Linked DNA regions of Gossypium hirsutum: region 1 is linked to region 2. The links are chromatin contacts, called in public Hi-C maps. All regions are on one chromosome and are shown on one strand. The core of a region is the stretch at or near the end of the contact, and the rest is flanking DNA. Distances in the headings are between cores, read along the strand shown.

Region 1 (7,187 bases), core at 582-3,081, 340 kb after region 2:
TACCATAGTGGTTGTCATGTTTAAAAATTTAACGGTTTAATCAGTATTTTTATTAAAAAAATAAATCGACTCTTTTTGAAAGGTTAATAGCTAAATCTAATTGTTTTTAAAATATTGAGGGTCAAATTTAACTAAAAGTCAAATTGATAAAAAAATGCAAATGTTATGTGCTAAATTTAACATTACGTCATTATATTTTTATATTAAAAATATACCCATAATAAGATTTGAATGTAGGCTTCTATAATTTTTAACATTCATATTTAACCATTAAAAAACTCTCATTTGCAATTTATACCAATTTTTATAAATATATTTGTTACATAATTCCGTTTTTCACTTATGTGTGAATAATAATTAAGTTTTCTCTTGTTTAAATTATTAGTTTTTATACATGATAATTTTTTTTTCTTGTCTTAAAAACCATATAAAATTATGGGTAAATTTCACCGTTAGTAACTTGAAATAAGGGTTGTTTCTATTTTAGTCACCCAATATTTTTTCTTTGTTAATTTGGTCACTTACAATAGAAATTGATTAAATTGACCACTTCAGTGCTAAATGGTAACGGAAGATTAATGGTGCATTTCCACTCTAGTCACTCTAAATTTAAGATAAACTAGCCGTTAGTCACTCCAAATAGATAATGATAGAGTGACCAATTTGATCAATTTCTATTTTGAATGTCTAAATTAAAAAGAAAAAATAACCAGAATAAGAATAACCAATGTTTAAATAACTAACCGAGTAATTTTTATCAGATAGGCGCGACTAATCGTGCCTGACAGGTAGGCGCAAATGGTACTGTTTCGCACAGTACACAAACAGCCCTCTGCGTGCCATCTGCTGCTGCTACTGCAGACTCATTTCATATTTTTTATATCAACTTGGATATAAATTTGTCAAAGTTTAATCATAACAGACTCTTTTCATAAATTAATATACTTTAAAATTATTTTTATAAAAAAATGATTGTAGAAATATTGAAGAATATAAATCAATTATTAACATACCAATACTTAACAGCAACTTAAAAAAATTAAAAATTGATAATAATACATTAATAGTATCAATTAAAAGCGTTTCTCAAAACTCATAATTAAGAAATATTTTGAACAATAGGAGTAGAGTTTTGACTGTGTGAAAAAATATGGGATATGGATATTTATATCTACAATAACAAGTAGATATGAATCTTCGAATTCCATTTAATGCGCTGTTGATTCTAAGTATGAATTAAGATATTGAGAAATACTTTTATTAAAATTATTTAAAATTTTAATTAAAAAATTTAACACCCACAAATATCAATATTGTGTTTAGTTTAACATATGGTGAATTTAAGATTAAGTTATAAATTATTTAACACTCACAAATATTAATGTTTCTAGTGTTTTGTATTTTTTTAATGTAATTTTTATATAATGTAATTTTATTTGATTTTTTATTTTTATTGACAATTTTTGAAATATGTATAGAGGAAAAATTAAGCAAAAGATGCTCTTGTAAGCCCCACCATTTGTGCTTCTGAGATAGACACAATTAGTCGCGCCTCTGAGAAAGGTTCAACTAGTCGTGACTCTGAGATAAGTGCAACCTGTATTTGTATCTATACACAGGTCATACCAATTCAAAAATAAAAAATAATATTTTATTTAAAAATATATATTTTAATATAAAAAAAAATCCCACCTATCAAATAGGCATGAATAAAAAAAACTATTTTAATAAATAATCCAACAAACAACATATTTTGATATATAATTTTTTTTTAAATTTATTTCAGTAAAAAACCCAATAAAAGTCTTAAAAAATAGAACTGGTAAAATTTACTTTAAAAAATCCGGACCTACTCTTCATCTTTCTACCCATATCCTGACGCCGCCAAGTTTCTAAATTTTAAAACCCTAAACATAACTTTGAAGATGTCTACGGTAGTAATGAGATATTGAGTTATCCGCCATCTGCCTCTGCATCACTCTGTTATATTTGTTTTCCATCCTACAGTTTATTACTCTGTCTCATCTCATACTCTTTCCCTATGTTTACTTTGGTGAGAAGGAAAATTTTTTTAAAGCTATCGGTTTAGCGGGAATAGCGGACCGCTATCGCCACTGTTTTCGGTTACACTGATATTTGCCGCCTTGATCCGCTGCTGTTCAAGTGCAAATTTTCACATTTCTATTGAGGCCTTTAGCGGTGGCGGTCGGCGCCGATATTGTGAAATAGCGGCCTGTGATACGCTACACCACCGCGATTTAAACGTCCCTTAAAACTGCTTGATGGCGCTTCGTTTCGAGGTGGGACTTTTAAACTTTGAATGCTGCATCTTTTGTTTTTATTTAACTTTCGAGCCAAAATCATCTTAACAAAAGATTTACCCGCCTCTTCTCAGCATATTATTATTATTATTATTATTATTATTATCATCATCTTTCGTTTGTCGAATGATAGTAACAGTTAGAGGAAAATAGCAATTCTTGAAAATGTTGATTTACAGAAACTGCTTTTAAACTATTTAATGGAATAATCTCTCTTCATAGATGTTGTTTTCACCGTAATTTTGTTTCTTTTCGGTAATTGATTCTTCTTACCAGTTATTACGTCTGTTCCTGTATTATAAGGATATTTAGTAAGTGAACGTGATAATTTTTTTCTTGGGCTCAATCTTGATGATTCTAACTTTAATTACGTTTCTTGATTTAACCTAGCGAGGTTTGGATGGTTGCTCATATGCAATTTTCTTATTTTTTTCCTCTGGTTTTCCTAGATTCTAGGGAGGTTTAATCGTGCTCGGGCAGCTCAACTAACACTTCCTCACTTTGTATGCCAGACACCTTTGTTTATGCCCGTGGGAACGCAAGGTTGAATTTTTTAATATTAATATCACACATTCTATAGCATATTTAGAATACTCGGAACAATTTATAAGGATCTTTAATCTTTTATGTTGCAAAATATATTGTACTTTCGACCCTTTTCTAAAAGGTAGTTTAGATGTTTCACATCATTGCCCTAAACTTTGTCGTTGATGAGATTGCAAATTCTTATAATCTTCTAAGACTAAGAAACGCCAATGAATTTGTTTGTCTTTGATTCTACAGATGATTAGTTGTGAATATATGTATCTGGAATTGCCTTCCATTGAATGGACAATTTATAAGGATCTTTAATCTTTTATGTTGCAAAATATATTGTACTTTCGACCCTTTTCTAAAAGGTAGTTTAGATGTTTTACATCATTTCCCTAAACTTTGTCATTGATGAGATTGCAAATTCTTATAATCTTCTAAAACTAAGAAACGCCAATGAATTTGTTTGTATTTGATTCCTCAGATGATTAGTTGTGAATATAAGTATCTGGAATTGCCTTCCATTGAATGGACATTTAGCATGGATGGTTCAAGATTGATGCATGCCTTGCATTTTATACTTCACCTCTATCAAATTCTTATATACTTCACTCCATGGATAGCTCACTGCATCATGTGCCTTTTATTTCTTAAATCTTGCTACTAGAAGACATGGTTTCCCCTCCTCATGGCAGGCACAATAAAAGGTTTGACAGCTGACCAGCTTGAGGAGATTGGTTGTCAAATAATTCTTGGGAATACGTATCATCTGGCTCTTCGTCCTACATCTGAGCTTATTGATGAATTGGGTGGTCTTCACAAATTTATGAACTGGCCTAGAGCATTGCTGACGGATTCTGGAGGCTTTCAAATGGTTGTGTTATGATTTGACATTGTTGTATCTCTCTAAATTTTTGATTCATTTCATTGTTCATCATTCCTTTTAAATTTTCAAGTACTTGCTATTATATGCATGCATGTATACAGTTTATATGGCTTCTGTGCACTAGTGTCTTAAGGAAAAATAATAACTGTTTAGAAATTTTGATGTTTTGTTTTCCTTTCTCTAAATCATAATTACGTTGTTACTACACTATGTTAAGTCATGATCTCCAGTGTGTATAATTCAATTAGTGATAAATAATATATGCGTGGTATGTTGATTATGACAATCTCTCTTGCTGGTTACTTTATAGGTTTCACTGTTGCATTTAGCTGACATCACTGAAAAGGGTGTAACATTTCAGGTAATTAGTTATTAATATTTCTCTGTAGTGTTCATGACATCTTGGAAGTAATTAGTATAATAATTTGCTTAAGTATTACCTGGAAGCATACCTTTTCTTGTTACTTCTTTCTTGTTTTTGTGATGTTTTACTTTTAAAAGGCTTCATGTTTCTTAACTTAGTCTCCAGTGGATGGAAAGCCGATGCTCCTAACACCAGAGGAATCTATTCAAATCCAAGTAGGTGCTTTATTTTAGTGTACTTTGGTAATTCTTGTTATATTATGTTTTTGGTAAAAACTAAAAGTTATTCTTTCTTCCCCTTAATTTTTGCAACACTGGCTCATATTACTGGGATGAGAGGAGGTGTTTTGTTATTCTTGGTTCCCTTTTCAACCAAATAATTGTCTCTTTTAAGCCATGAATTGAGATTTCATGAAGATTACTTTTGGATAAATAAGGGTTGCTTGTTCTTCAAATGCTTCATAGTGTAATTTACTCTAATTTGTTATTCTCAATACATGATGTTTGTGATAGTTTCACTTAAGTGGTTATTAGCGGTATAAAGATCTAGCAAAAGTTAAGGATCGCTTGCTATGAGAACCTATTTGCCTTTGTATATTAACGAAATTATGTGCCTTCACCTTTTTTATCCCTGAACCCATACTCTTTTATCCCTTAATAGTAACCAAGAGACATAGGATAAAATCCTAAATGTTTATTATGCTTTTTGTCTTTATATGTTTTGAATATTCCATTTTAACTATAGGATAAAATCCTAAATGTTTCTTAGGCTTATTGTCTCTATATGTCTTGAATATTCCATTTTAACTTTATCTTCTCCTAACAATTATACAGAATAAAATTGGCGCAGATATAATAATGGCTCTTGATGATGTGGTGAAAACTACTATTACTGGTCCACGAATTGAAGAGGCCATGCATCGTACCCTCCGCTGGATAGACAGATGCATAGCTGGTAATTATGCTTAAGATTGAACAACGCTCACTCACGGTTCTTGCATGGAAATATTAACCATTTGGCTTAAAATCATATCATTTACCAATCTTTGAGCTTTAAATAAGTATTTTGCCTGGTCTGCCTGTCCTCTAGCTTGTTGGAGTGGATTATCTTTTATCAAGCTTGTATACATACCTTTTGAAGCTTTTTAGAAATGCTTTTATAGTGTGTTATAAATATAATCATACAAAGCAACACAATGTTATCGTTGAATGTCATTTAATTTATTAAATATTTACTTTTACCTTCTGCACTTGGATCCCCTATTTTGTTGAAATATGTATATATTTTAAATTTATTTAGTTAGATAAATTGTATTTAGAAAGATAAGTTTTATTCATATTCTAAGAATATTTTATTTTATCTTTTAGTAGTTTATTAGAATAAGAGAATTATTTTTCCTCATGTTTTAGTAGTTTATTAGAATAGGGGAATTATTTTCCCAATTAAGATTAGGACTCTTTTCTCTATTTAAGTTCAGTTCTTTAGTTAATAAAAATAGAACAGTTTTATTAAATACTCTCTTGAAAACTTTCATGGTATCAGAGTTCGATTATCTCTAGTAGTATCATGGTTAAAACAACCTTTATTGGAGATAAGAGATCCAACAATCAAACAGAGGAAGAAAGTTTTACCGTTAAAAAAACTACTGAAAATTATGAGGGCCAAAGTTCTCTAGAAGGGTATCCATTCATTAAAGAACAACTAGAGCATCTATAGAAGCTTTTTCAATTACCACAATTTCGGATGAATTCTTATCTACTAACTCATCCAATAATCCTTCTTCTTCCTTTACCTAATCAGGTACTGATTTTTCTGTTTTTTTCAGTGCCAAGCCTTAAAAAATAAACACGTGGATAGTTGATTCTGGAGCTAATGATCACATGACTAGTAGTCATTTTATTTTTTCAACTTATATACCTTGTGCAGGAAACAAAAAAATCAAAGTAGCAAATTGGTCGTTCTCGACAATAGTTGGGAAAGGCACTGTTAAAATTTTGCCTTCTTTGGTTTTACATGATGTTTTACATGTGCCAAATCTAGCTTGTAATCTCATAACGGTTAGTAAATTATCCCAATCCTCGAATTGTCATGTTATATTTGACTATTCTATGTGTAAATTTCAGTACATAGTCTTGGGGAGGATGATTGGTAATGCTAAAGAATCTGGTGGAATTTACCTTCTTGACGACGACCATCTAAGTCAACCAACAATTAATTTATGTTTAAATTTTGCCTCTAGTTTTGATAAGGTTATGATTTGGGATTATAGGCTTGGACATCCTAATTTTTACTATTTAAGCTATTTATTACTTGATCTATTTAAAAATAAAAGTCCATATCACTGTGAATTTTGTGAATTGGTTAAACATCATCGATTATTCTTCCCACCTCAAAAATTTAAAGCTTTCAAACCTTTTTATTTAATTCATAGTGATGTTTGGGGACCTTCGAGAGCTTAACTTTTTTAGGAAAATGTTGGTTTGTTACATTTATTGATGAGTATACTCACATTTGTTGGGTGTTTTTATTAAAAGATAAGTCTGAAGTTAAAAATGTGTTTGTCTTTTTATACTATGGTAAAAACACAATTTGGTGTGAGAATAGAAGTACTTCGGAATGAATGGTGGGGAATTTTTTAGTGACCAATTAGGTATTTTCCTAACCAAACATGGTATAGTTCACCAAAGCTCTTGTACAAATACACTACAACAAAATGGGGTTGCAGAAAGAAAAAATCGACATCTTTTGAAAGTAACTAGAGTCTTGATGTTCACTAGTCAGGTACCACGTTATCTTTAGAGAGAAGTCTTGTTAACAGCTACATATCTTATTAATAGAATGCCTAGTAAAACTCTAAACTATAAAACTCCTTTCGGTTTCTTTAAATATAACTTTTTTAATTCAAAATTGATCACAGATTTATCTTTCCGAGTTTTTGAGTGTAGTGTTTTTGTTCATCTTCACAACCAAGGTAAACTAGATCCTAGAGCAAAAAAATGCGTCTTTGTTGGCTATGCTTCTAATAAAAAGGGTTACAAATATTACGATTCAATTGATAGGAAGATTATTGTTATCATGGATGTCA
Region 2 (6,557 bases), core at 445-2,944:
ACAATTTTATAAAAAGTTTGATGCAAAATTTAAATATAATTTTAATTAAAACAGTAAATTTAAGATAATAATGATGATTGTGATGTTTTGAGTTTAAATGTTATTATTTTTGGTGTATATATATATTAAATATTATATGTATATTTTTCAAAACTTATCAATATAAAAAATATAGAAATACTTTTAAAATAAATTTTTTTTAAAAAAAAAAACTGTTTTATTAAAGTTATAACTTAATTGAAAATCGAATAGGTGATAACTCTTAATAATATCGTATACATAAATTGACACAAGTTTATATAAAATCAAATAAAACTTTGATAAAAGTGGTATAATTGGGACTTTGATTCAAGTTACTTTATGTTACTTTAAAATAATTTATTAACTTTTTTCCAGAAGAACTAATTATAAAAACATTGATTATTTTTTTAAAAACTATGAACAGTATATGGGAAATATGTTGGCCCATTAAAAACAGCTGTGACCACGTGACACTTGTTTATCCCCATGCCTCCCCTACCCCGAGCTAGCAAAAGACAAGTAAACCCCAGAAATGTTTTTTAATAAAAAATAGTACAACACCAATCCAGCTGTCCTTCGACCATGTTAACACTAAATCGGTCATATAAAAGACAAGACACCACCCCTCTTTCCACGTTTATGCGTTCACTTTCTCTCCCACTCTCACCATCGTTCGCACGTTAGCACTTTTCATCACTCACTTTTGTGTCTTTCATTTTTTTCCTCAATCCTTCATTAGTTTACTCTTAAATGTTAATTAGAAAAACAAACTTAAATAAATAGAGAAAAAATAAATAAAAATATATAACTAATCATAATAATTATAATAACAATCGAGAGTAAGCTATCATCAAATCTCAACCGTCAAAATAGCAACACGCTATAGTGATATAAAATCATCATCACCGTCAAAATATAAATAAAAATAAATAAAAACAAAAGAAATACACTACTAAAAATGAGAAATTAACAATGAGCCTAAAATAAAAATCATCAAATCCAAATCCTGTCCTCCCCCGAAAGTCAGATCTAAATCAACAAAGCAGCAAAAACGACTGCAACGGCAGATCCAGCGACGGTGACTCTGTTCCAAGCGGCTGCACTCGTAGGAGAAGTGGGAGAGCTGCCTGGTGTCTCGCTGATGGAGTTCGTGGGAGAATCAGCGGTAGGGGGAGAGCCAGCGGGAGAACCAGCGAGAGGAGCTGGGGGAGAAGTAGTGGGAGAGGAAGTTGGTGAAGATTCAGGGGCTGAAGACGGGGGAGTGGATGTTGACGGCGGAGATGCGGTTGGTGTAGCGGTTGGAGACATGGTTGGAGAAACCTTGGGAGCCGGAGTAGGGTTAGAAGACGGCGGTGAATTGGTTGGGGCCGAGCTAGGAGCCTGACCAAGTGCGCAACTAACTATGAAAGCTAATAGGACAAAGCAAGCAAAGGTTTTAGCCATTGTAGAGTTTTAAGAGAAATACGAAACAGAGAACAAAGAGCCTTTTAACAGAGGAAGCAGCAGTAGGGTAAAGAAAGAAGAGAGATGAAACGAGATATATATAGAAGGTTTAGGCCTTGGGGGAGGGGCTTGACAGACTTTTTCCTATGTCTTCTAAAACTTTGGAGTTTTCTTATATTTTTTTCTATTAAGCCCATTTATTTATTATTAATTTCAATTTAGTCCATTCTTCGGAATTCATCACTTTTTTTCTCATTTGAATAGTCCATCGATTCTTTTTCTTTTTCGGACTTTGAAACAAAGCAAAAGAGTTTTTGACTAGACTTCTTTTTCTTAATTGTGTCTATATTTTTAACTTTTGTGAAATAAAGATCTGTAATTCATCAATTATTTTGTAAAAAAATTATATCTTGTATGTTATTTTTATTAGATATACTAGAAATCATGTATTGCAATACAGGTTTGTGGATAAATTACCCGTACCATGATTAATGAAGCATACCAAAAAAAGGTTACAAGCGGCATTTCACAATTCGTAAAAAGTACATGGAAGCAAGTGAAATCAATCTCCATAAAGAGTGACTTTATTGTACTTTCAAGGTAAAAGACAAACACATCATTAACATACACGTGTCCCATTAGGATCTCAATCGGAGAATCCCGACCGTTTAACATCTCCTTTACGTAAATTCCAAAACGCGTTGATTTTAAGCATTGTAGATGAACGCTTAGTGAGCCTTAATTAGAGAAAAACGCCCTTTTTAAAAAAAAAATTAGGGTTTTAAGTATTTTTCTTAAATTTAGGAAAGTAAACTGATTTTAAAATGAGAAAAAAAACGTTTTGTAAGAAGTATTTTTTGTTAAGGTGATAATTAGGAGTTGAAAGCCCCACCTTGTAGGATATAAAAGAAACAAACAAATAATTTTATTTTTTGGTAAATTGTAAATATTGATATATTATTGATATGAAATACAATAGAATACAATACAAACAATTTTTTAAAATTTTTCCATAAGTATATTATTAATGTAAAATATAATAGAATATTTTTTAAATATAATTGGAATAAGTACCTTATGGATGAAAATTTTTAATATAATACAAATTAAAAGTTAACAAAGAAAATAATGATTTAAATGAAAAAATTAAAAAAAATTCAAAAGCGTCGTCGACCCGAACGTGTGCCACGACCCTATGGGTGTCGATTGCAAGAAAGATTTCTTCATAGTTGGAGTTCCAGCTCCTTATCTTCTTCATCTTCATTTTCATTTTATTCATTCGTGCTTGAGTGTATTTGCATCCTAGGTTCCTATTTATATCGTTTATTGTAGTAATAGGTGGTTACAAAGATGACCCACCTCGGTAGAACAATAATGTTGAGTTGTTTACGACACTATCAACGAATAAGTGTATAGTGTCGCATAACGCGATTGTGAATAGAATGTTGGAATTGTCGGTGATAGCAAATACCTCAATGTTGTTGTTGGCCTTGGCGTGTAATATGGTACTAGGGATAGAGGTGGTGCAAAAAATATACGTGGAGAAGATGTTGATGCATGGCATGATGGTGCATAATGTGGTGCTTGTGTAAAAAAAAAGGGGTTAGTGAAAACAACAAAATAATATGAACCATACTAACCCAGTGGTAGTTCACCCATCAGTTCCTCTTTTGAGGTTGGAGCTGATAATGATTCCATCGAGGCACGTACTCCTGATTGCAACCTCATATAGGGCCATCTTGGCCTCCTACGACGATGTTGCCTACTTTTTTCCTCTTCCAACAGTAAATATGGCATATTGTGATGTTTAAACCATGTCATGTAATCCGAAGAGTCGCCCTGCTTCTTTCAAGTTGACAAGTTGTAATAACCACATTAAATTTACCAGATTTTGAGATTTATCTAGCATTAGAAGACCCCCAATTAACCTCAGGATGAATGCTCGCGCATGTTGTTGTATTTCAACGTCACTCGTGAGTTTTCGATATAATTAAAATTATCTTTAGACCATTTTATTTTTATCTGGCTACCACTAAACTTGTCTAGCACATTGGCTAATAGTTGCTCATCACCAACACTCGCTACCTCCGTAACAACTACCACATCCATTGGTAAACCAAGTTTTAAAGCTACGTCCTCAACTGTAATTATACACTCACCACACGAAAGATGGAATGTGTGTCTTGGGTCTCAATCTTTCCACCAAAGCGCTGATAACTACGGGATCCAATTTAGTCCCTCTGAGCGTACGAGACACATTCAAGAATCCTGCCCCTCGTAAGTTTTGTTTAATAATATGCGGTGCCCTCGCACTTAAATTGTGTATGTACGCCTCGGGAATCCAATCTTCAGTCTGATTATATAAATATAAAAAATTTATTAAATTAATAATGCTAACAACTTAATAATGAAATTAAGTAAAATTAAGAAATTTAATAATATTTTCTTACCATTTGCAATTGGACATCGAAAATGTATTCGTCAACCAAACAAAAAAGAGACATTGCCATTATAAAAATCAATTTAAATAAAATAAATTACAAAATATAAAATTAAAACAATAAAGAATTTGAGAGAAATTGAATGAAAATTTGAGAACTAAATAGTTAACAGAATTGAGAGAATAGATGAATTGAGATAATCAGATTTGAATGCAAAAGAAATAAAATGAGTTGGATTTATATAGCAAATAAACTAGCTGTTAGAAAAAAATTTAATTGTTTGAAAAATTTTAACCGTTGGATTTTTTACCGTTGGACGAAAACACGTCCAACAAGACGTCTTTTCAGCTGATGTGGCAGCAGAGACGCTGAAAGCACGCCCTACAAGGCATGTTTTCTATTTTTCTCTCCAAAATCAATCTATTTCTCTAAAATTAGGGAAAATAGCCTAAATCACTAATTAACTTTTAAAAATGACATATTTATCTAATTAACTCGCTTAATGATTGTTGGTGAAAATTATGTGTTTTTATTTTTTGAGGGTTTAAAGTAGAAGAATACTAAAAAATAAAAATAAAAAAGAAACATGCTACAACAATTAAATATAGAAAATAAATATTAACTATTGAATTTATCACAATAATTGTATTTAAGCTTTATCATATTATTGAATATTAGATTTACCCACTCGGTGAATGTTTATAAAATAATTATTTAAATTAGCGGATGATTTTGTTTTCGTATAATTTTTTTTATCATTCTTTGATATATTTATTGTGACTTAACATTGATTATTATAATTTTTTTTATTCGTTAGATTGTTGTAATGGAGTTTTTTTAAAAAAGTTATTACTAAACTTAAATATATTGAACATAGTCAAACATATAAATGGTATTAAAATTTAATACGTTATTTTCATATATACCTGAAAAATTATATCAATTGAGTATTGGTTCAGTTCACACTATTGTTATTACAATAATCATAAATACGTGGTTTTTTTACATAAATAGTATGGAAAAATAAATATTAACCGAAATGGGTCAGATAAATAATTATTTACTAAAATGGGATGTTTTGAATAATTATCAACGGTGTTACCTGACCAATTGGCGACACCATCCCACTTTCCCCCACCCAATCATTAGGCCATCATAAGGTTTTTTTTAAAGGATTTTTTAGTGTCACCATTGTGTCAAGCAGCACCGATATGTATTTTTGAAAAACACCCAAAAAAAATATGGGTATACTAGGTTTCCAAATATATATTAATGGTGTTGTCGTCATGTTAGAAGGCACCGGGGAAATTTTAAATTATTTTTGTCTGGGTCAGAAAGAAAAAGCCTAAAGGCACAAAAAAAGAGAGCAGAAAATTGAAAAAAATACACCAATCTGACGGCCTGCTACAGATGTGACCGGACGATCACGAGCTCCATTGCCTTTCTACTTTCCAACTTCTTCTTTTTTAACATTTTTTTTCAGTTTTTTCTACTTAGTATATAAGGGGGGTTTGGAAGGTTTGTGTTTTGTTGAATTATTTTATAGCAATTACAGAGAAGAAAAGAAGGAAGAAAATTTATTTAGTAGAAAATGAGAAAAGAGAAAAGGAAAGAAGGAAGATCTATATTTTACATTACAAAAATAAAGTTTGAGTTTATAAGACTAGTTTGTAATTATTTTTATGTAATTATATTTCTATAGTAGGATCTAATTTTATTAAATAAAAGTTAATTTTAATTCATTTTACAAATTTAGTATTGAAGATGGATAACCAATTCTTCGTATACGTTTATTTTGATGGAGTAATTTTACAAACAATTGTTGGTTATGTATTTGATTCTCACCAGCAAATAGAAATGAAGTTTGATAAGAATGTGTCTATTGATGATATGAAAGAAAATATTAGTGAAAAATTTGGTTGATGTTGTGGCAAGAGGATGTCGAGACTATTTTACGAATTTCCAGTTTCATCAAATCTTATCAAATTTACCGAGATGAAACTTTTAGACGATGAAGATGTGGAGACAATGGTTGCACTTTATTGCTCGACTAGGAAAGTGAACACTAAACTGGTTCGATTATTTCTTAATTTAGTAGAAGTGGAGCCAGTTCAAGATGTCACTCCATTAACTCAACAATAAGAAGTTTAAGACCCATCTATGGAGGTTCTGAAAGCTTCTGTAGATAGACAATTGTTTGTATACGGGTTTAACATCAATATTAATTTGGATGGGTAGAACAGTATAGTGGTGGAGCGACATCGACATGGGTCAAAAATTCAAGTCATGATTGGACTGCATACAACTTTAATCTAGGTCCCTGTTTACAGATACATCTAGTCGTGATTAAGACCGATGTAAATGGTGAAGATGAATCGGATAATAATGGTCGTTGATCATGAGGGCGAAGATTTTAATGACCTCGATCTAGATGAGGTCCTAGATGATATCGACAATGAAGACGCGGACGATAATGAAAATATTTATGCCCTTTCAGTTGGGAACTCGAGTTGTGGCATTGTCATACGCAATAACCTTAGAGTCTACATGTCAAGCATAAATCTCAATACGACGCATGCATCTGAGTTGTTCGTGAATCGAAAAAGTTATTCATGGGCCAAGAATTCACTAACAAGGATAACTACATATTTC

What was found. A called contact is a pair of places that touch in the nucleus more often than the background predicts.
Region 1: a Hi-C map of leaf shows a contact between it and region 2, with 2.0 times the contacts expected there. The contact joins the promoter of LOC107962241 here to the promoter of LOC107922446 in region 2. A contact is called at or near these places in 12 of 34 Hi-C or Micro-C datasets (anther, cotyledon, hypocotyl and 2 more).

Annotation. Positions count from the first base shown.
Region 1 is chrA01:40,432,620-40,439,806 of Gossypium_hirsutum_v2.1, forward strand. It overlaps LOC107962241 (queuine tRNA-ribosyltransferase catalytic subunit 1), which reads left to right and starts at 1,832. Exons shown (of 15, transcript XM_016898558.2): 1 at 1,832-2,300; 2 at 2,771-2,864; 3 at 3,548-3,726; 4 at 4,049-4,099; 5 at 4,261-4,317; 6 at 4,936-5,056. The coding sequence starts at 2,283.
Region 2 is chrA01:40,088,614-40,095,170 of Gossypium_hirsutum_v2.1, forward strand. LOC107922446 (classical arabinogalactan protein 4) reads right to left here and starts at 1,695. Exons shown (of 1, transcript XM_016852488.2): 1 at 813-1,695. The coding sequence starts at 1,464. The coding sequence ends at 1,051.